Regions from separate parts of the Ovis aries genome. Here region 2 is linked to region 1. The links are chromatin contacts, called in public Hi-C maps. All regions are on one chromosome and are shown on one strand. The core of a region is the stretch at or near the end of the contact, and the rest is flanking DNA. Distances in the headings are between cores, read along the strand shown.

Region 1 (2,821 bases), core at 129-2,628:
TCCCAGTGCTCCTCGGCCCTGGCACACAGTAGGGTGACAGAAAAAAGAACAGAGGAGCCCCCCCCCCGCCAAAGGCCAGTCCTAGCTGCGGAGGGAAGGAGGGAAGGAAGGGGGAGCTGGCTCTGGGGGCAGGCCTGTGGTCAGACACTTCCACTTCTTCAGGAAATCCAGGGGTTCCTTGCAAAACCAGCCCTCTGAGGCTCAGAACGTAGGCAGGGAGGGCAGAAGCCCACACACCTTGGTGAACTCCTGCTGTAGCTGCTGCCACTGCTCATTGTAGGTTCTGCGCATTTGCTGGCGCTCCCGGATCAGCAGACTCAGCTTGCTCAGGGGCCCTGAGTTCAGGTCCTCCGCGTGCTGCCTCAGCACCCGGCTCAGGCCCTCCGTCTGGCTGGTGAGCTCTGTCCAGGACTGCAGTGGGGAGGGGCAGGCAATGGGGAACTTAGCTTCTGAGGTGGACCTGCCAAATCTCCAGCCTTCCCCAGCGGGGGACTCCGGAAAATGGAAGGGGCAGGCGGGCCTACCCAGGCACCTACGGGAATTTGCTGGTGGAGGGCGGGAAGAGGCGGGGAGTCTAGAATCCCACCTGACTGATGGGGCTGTGGGGGCCGATGCCCCGGCTCTGGCCCCCGCTGTCCTGCAGCGACATGTGGTGAAGCAGCCCGGCATATTCCCTGTCACTCTTGACCCGCTGGGCCATCCACTTCCTCATGCCCTCCAGCAGCCGGAGCTCGGCCTCCTGCATCTGCTGCACGGCCCCGTGGCCCTGGGGGCTGCACAGCTCTGAAGAGAAGCCCATAGTGTCGTTCTGAGGACGGAGAGAGGAGAGGCCACCACTGACAGTGAGTAGCTGGAGATGGACGGAGGGGCGGGACAGGGAGGCAAGAGGCTGAAGAGCCACAGACAGGCAGAAGGTGGACGCCTGCCCCCCTGGAACGCAACAATGGGTACGAAACACCGCCTGGCCTGGGAAAGCCGTCGGTGCTTCCCGCGTCCCAGGTGGAGGCCTGATGCCGGGGGTCTCCTCCCCAGGCCTGGAACAGAAACCTCCCACAGTCTCCTTCCCTGGATCTTTCCACCCAGCTCCCGCTGCAGGTGCAAGATGTGCATTGGGCCCTCGGCAGGGCCAAGGCTGCCCCTGCAGGCACCCCAGGCGGCCACCCGCCACCCCCACCCCCAGCCCCTACCCTCCCACAGCTCCTGCTCCACCCTGTCCCGTGTCCCTCTCTCTGATCGCCTGCCAGGCCCCTGCCCAACCGCCTCCCAGGTAGGCCGCTGCCTCCTGGGCCTCAGTATAGGCATTACCGATGCGGGCAGCTGCTCCTGGGCCTCCGAGGACCGACTTACACTCAGGCCCCACACCGCCCCGGCCAGTTCCTGATTCCGCGCTTCCTCCTCCTGTGGTTTCAGTTGGCCCAGGCCCCGGGGCGGGCCGGCCGAGGGGAAGGGGCGGGCGGGAGCCCCGACGCCTGCCCGCCCCCCCTGCCCAGCGCCGGCCGCTGCCTCAGCTGCCGGCCACACGGGCCTGCGGAAACGGAAGGGAGGAGGGGGCTGGGAAAGAATGGCCCAGAAGAGAGCAGTTTGTGCCCGGCGCTCCCCAGGGCCCAGACAGCGCCCCGGGGAACAGCCGAGGGTGCTTGGGGAGCACTCGCACAGGGCAGGGCTGTGGCTCTGCAGTGGCCGGGAGGGCCCGGGGGCCCAGAACCTAAGGAAGGGCAGGCGGACAATTTGAGCAGCAGGCCAGGGACGCCCCAAAGAGGCGGGGGAAGGCTAGTCCAGGCCTTTCCCACCCCACAGGACTCCCCAAGGAGGGCTCAGGCGCCAGCCTCTATTTGAATTAAATTTCCTAGTAAATATCCCGAGGAGAGGCCTACTTCTCAGGCATGGATCTTGGTGGAACTGGCCTGGCTCCTCTCCCCACCACAGGCAGGGGTTTCTAGTCCCAAGGGAGACCTGGGGCAGGAGAGGGGCCTGGGCCAGTGTGTGCGTCAGGGGTGGGGTGGGGGGTATGGCACTTCCAGTGTGGGACTCAGGTTCTCCCCAGCAAAGCCTATCTTGTCAGTCAGGCCCCACCAGAGGCCTCAGCCCTACAGCTTCAGCCAAGGGACACCCTGAGCAACTGGACCCCTGGCCATCACTCTCCACCCAGCTGCAGCTGAGGCCTGTGGCGGAGGAAGTAAGTGCTCAGCTGCTTCCACTCTGGGGCCTCATCTGTCCCACCCCTGGGGCTTGTTGCCAGCTACTGTCCCTTCCACACCCTCCTAAACCCCTCGGGAGATTGCCTTTGGGCAGCTAGAGCAGGCAGGACATCATGTGGGCACATAACTCTCTCCAGCCTTCATCCCCGCCCCATCCTGGATGCAGCCGCACAGTCCTAGGAAGAATATCACACACTGGAGACCAGGTTTGGTTTGCATAGTCTGCACGTTTAATCACTTTAAAACTTCTAACATTATCTCGTGTCCATTAAATAGAACCAACAATGCTGGGCCTGTTTAAATTACAAGGAAAAAAAAAAAAATCACTGTGCACCAACCCAGTATCTTACAAAACCAGCTGGGCTGGCCACGGGAGTGGGGGGTGGTCTGGGAAGAGGAGGGGGCACCTCTGGGCAGGTGGCTGGGTGCCAGGAGGGGCTGAGGGAGAGAAAGAAAGAAAAGGGAACTCCCAAATGGGAGGGGACTGATTGTCCTAATGGGAGGGGTGCAAAAGGCACGTCAGAAGAGGGAGACATGGGGGGCAGGACAGGTCAGTGCTTTCTCCACCAGGGCACAGTGTTGGAGGGGGCTCGGTGCCACTGCCTGCCCACCCCTGGCACTTG
Region 2 (2,821 bases), core at 111-2,610, 500 kb after region 1:
ATATGACAGGCATTTCTTTAAAAGTACTGTGAAATGAAACATTTCTTGCCATATCGGTGGGCAAGAAGTGTCATAGCTATCTGCGATTTTCTCTCTCCAGACGTGAATTTCTGAGCTATGCCAATAAGCAGCACCACTCCCTACGTGAGGAACTTAAGGAAGTTACAGTCATCAGTGACTGTGCTGTGCTTAGTTGCTCTGTCGTGTCCAGCTCTTGACCCCATGGACAGCAGCCAGCCCTCCAATGTCAGCTGGTGAGCCCTAAGGGAAAATGCAGGATGCTGGCCTCAGATAGCTGAGATGCATATGAAAAAAATGACTTCAATAATCCCAAACTCTTGCATCTTCCCATACATAGAAGAGCACTAAATTCCTTAACTTGATATCTGGTTTTTCCTCCTGAACAATAATCTTTGTTGTGCAAACTGCCTGCTCCCTTCCTTACAAACTTGTATATAGCCTGACTCCCTCTCCCGCCTCCTGGGAGCTATTTCTTAGGGCTGAGATACTGTCTCCTGGGCTTGGAGTCCTGAACATTCCCAACTGAACAAAACATTCTCTACTTTCACGTTGCGACTAATTTTTTAGTGGACAGTGCCAGCCACTGAAACCCCACAAGAGAGGCCAATCTGTCACTCTCAGCCCCCCAGTGCCGAGATTGATAATAAGTAAGGCTGGGATAACTATTAATAACAAGGAGACATGGAGCAGGTGTGCTGGGGGCGGTGACTCCGCCTAGGGCGGTATGATGAGGCAGGTTCCATACAGGAGGAAACGGAGGAAAGAATGGGAGGTCCGCGGCAGAAGAGGCGGGACAAAGCTCTCCTCCTGACCCAGGAACACCACGTGCGTAAACAAAAGGGTGTCCAGAAGCCAGGTGCGAGCCGGGGGGCCGGCTGTGGGAGGGGCGCCAGGCTGGGCCGGAAGGGACTTCTCTGTGCAGATTCTTTTCCTATTCAGGGGCCGCTTTCGGCTGTCGAAGGGCCTAACAAAATTATCTGCCACACAGTTTACAGCTGAAAGGGAGCTTCCATCCAACTTTCCCTTTTTATAGACCACTATTTGGAGGACATAAAGAAGTGGAGTGATCTGTCCCAAGTCACAGGTCTGGGGCCCTGACTGCCAGTCGGTGGATTTTCCCGCCTCGGTTCCATGCACCCTGCGCAGGTTATCAAATCCCCAAACTCTGCTCCCTGGCCCGAGGTCGCAGTCGGCTCGTGAGGACTACATCTCCCACAATGCCTTCGGCCCGGCCTCCCTCCCGCCGCCAGGCTGGGTCCGTATTCGCCAATGGGAAAGCAGAGTTTCCAGGGACCGTTCTCGGTGGCCAATGAGCGCGGTGGGGGGGCGGGCCTCTCCCGTCCATTGTTCTCGGTGCCCCTCGGGCTTGAGCCGCTGCGACTCCGGAGGGGCCGGACAGTGCCCGGTGGCGCTTTAGCGCGTGGAGCGACTGAGGAAGCGGCATCCGGTCTCTGGAGAGGTGAGCCCGGAGACAGAGAGCCGGAGCCGCGCTGGCCGGGGGAGCAGCCCGAGGCCAGGGGATAACGGGCCTGGAGCCAGGGCGGGCAGCCCTGCTGGGGGAGGGGCGTCGGGGGCCGTGTTCGTGTCCTGCGGGCTCCGGGCTGTCCGAGCTTAGACGCCCGGCCGGGCTCAGGGAGCCGACCTGAACTCTTCTCTCTAGCGGCGAGCTCCTTGTACATCCTGCCAGGGGCACAGGCTTTAGACTGAACGGCACAGTGGACGACATCCCGCGCAGCTCATTTTAAAAATGGGGAAACTGAGCTTCTGAGGGGGCGTGTCTGGCCCCAAATGGGACAACGCTTAAATTGTCTGGGAACGGTTTTCCTGCCCCCCCACCCCCTAAGTTAAGAATTGTGATATAACTGTTTCTTCTAGCCATTTGGTGAATACAGTTTGAGAGCTTTAGTGTTTCCACTGGCTTTTCTTTTTTCTTCTTTTTAAAAAGTTTTCCCGGGAGTGTTTCTGAGTCTTTATGCTGTAGTGATGATTTTTAAAAATACTTCATTGCCTTTTAGTCTTTGTTTTAAATAACTGCTCTCAACATTTTGTAGAATTTCTATCCAGGTTTTTTTTTTTTTTCCTTGTGTATGTGTTCATTTTAAAAAGGAAATGGGGTCATACCGTGTCTGTGGTTTTTTTATCTTGCTGGTTTTGTTTTTATTCATTAGTTTTCATATTATGAGGATTATCTTAAATCATTAGTGATTAATAATTATTGTCAGCATAATTTTTTAATATTTAAAAATACATACATCAGAGCACACAATCTTAAATTTCATATGTATGCTCTTATGCAACCATTGCCAAATCAAGACATAAAACATTTCCAGCTCCTTTGGGCCCCTTCTCAGTAACATCCCCCTACCCCCACTCCACCCCCATCATCAGTGTAGTTTTTAGTACATTTTACTGTATGGATGTGCCATAATTAGCCATTCTCCTGCTGCTGGATTTTAAGGTGTCAGTTTTTTTTGCAATTAGAAAGGGTTGTGTGTCCTTGCAAATATTTAGTAAATTTAGCAAAGATGGTTATTTAAAAAAATAAATTCCTGAGGGGCCATGGCTGGATCTAAGAATATGAACATTTTAAAACATCGTGTTTTAAAATATAATAATGCAGTTGAGATATTTCCTTCCTTTCACTGAGGCTCACAGTGCCTTGACATCTGATCCTTTGTAAATTCTTAAGACGTTCCTTTCAGATTAGTAGGATGGGTGTTCTTATCTGTTTATTTAGTCTGTGAGGTTGTGTGACTGAGTGGTATGTTAGGTCAAGGTCACTGACTCTGCAGCAAACCTG

What was found. Hi-C and Micro-C count contacts between places; a contact is called where the count stands out from the background.
Region 2: a contact with region 1 is called in a Hi-C map of muscle, with 3 times the contacts expected there. The contact joins the promoter of ZSCAN2 here to the promoter of FES in region 1. A contact is called at or near these places in 2 of 16 Hi-C or Micro-C datasets (muscle and tail adipose tissue).

The regions. Positions count from the first base shown.
Region 1 is chr18:21,091,433-21,094,253 of ARS-UI_Ramb_v3.0, forward strand. FES (FES proto-oncogene, tyrosine kinase) reads right to left here and starts at 1,379. Exons shown (of 19, transcript XM_027957083.2): 1 at 1,306-1,379; 2 at 587-808; 3 at 238-411. The coding sequence starts at 799. It overlaps LOC121817076 (a long non-coding RNA gene), which reads left to right and starts at 204. Exons shown (of 2, transcript XR_009597082.1): 1 at 204-842; 2 at 2,063-2,555. It also overlaps a transcript of FURIN not described here.
Region 2 is chr18:21,587,805-21,590,625 of ARS-UI_Ramb_v3.0, forward strand. ZSCAN2 (zinc finger and SCAN domain containing 2) reads left to right here and starts at 1,361. Exons shown (of 3, transcript XM_012098494.4): 1 at 1,361-1,480.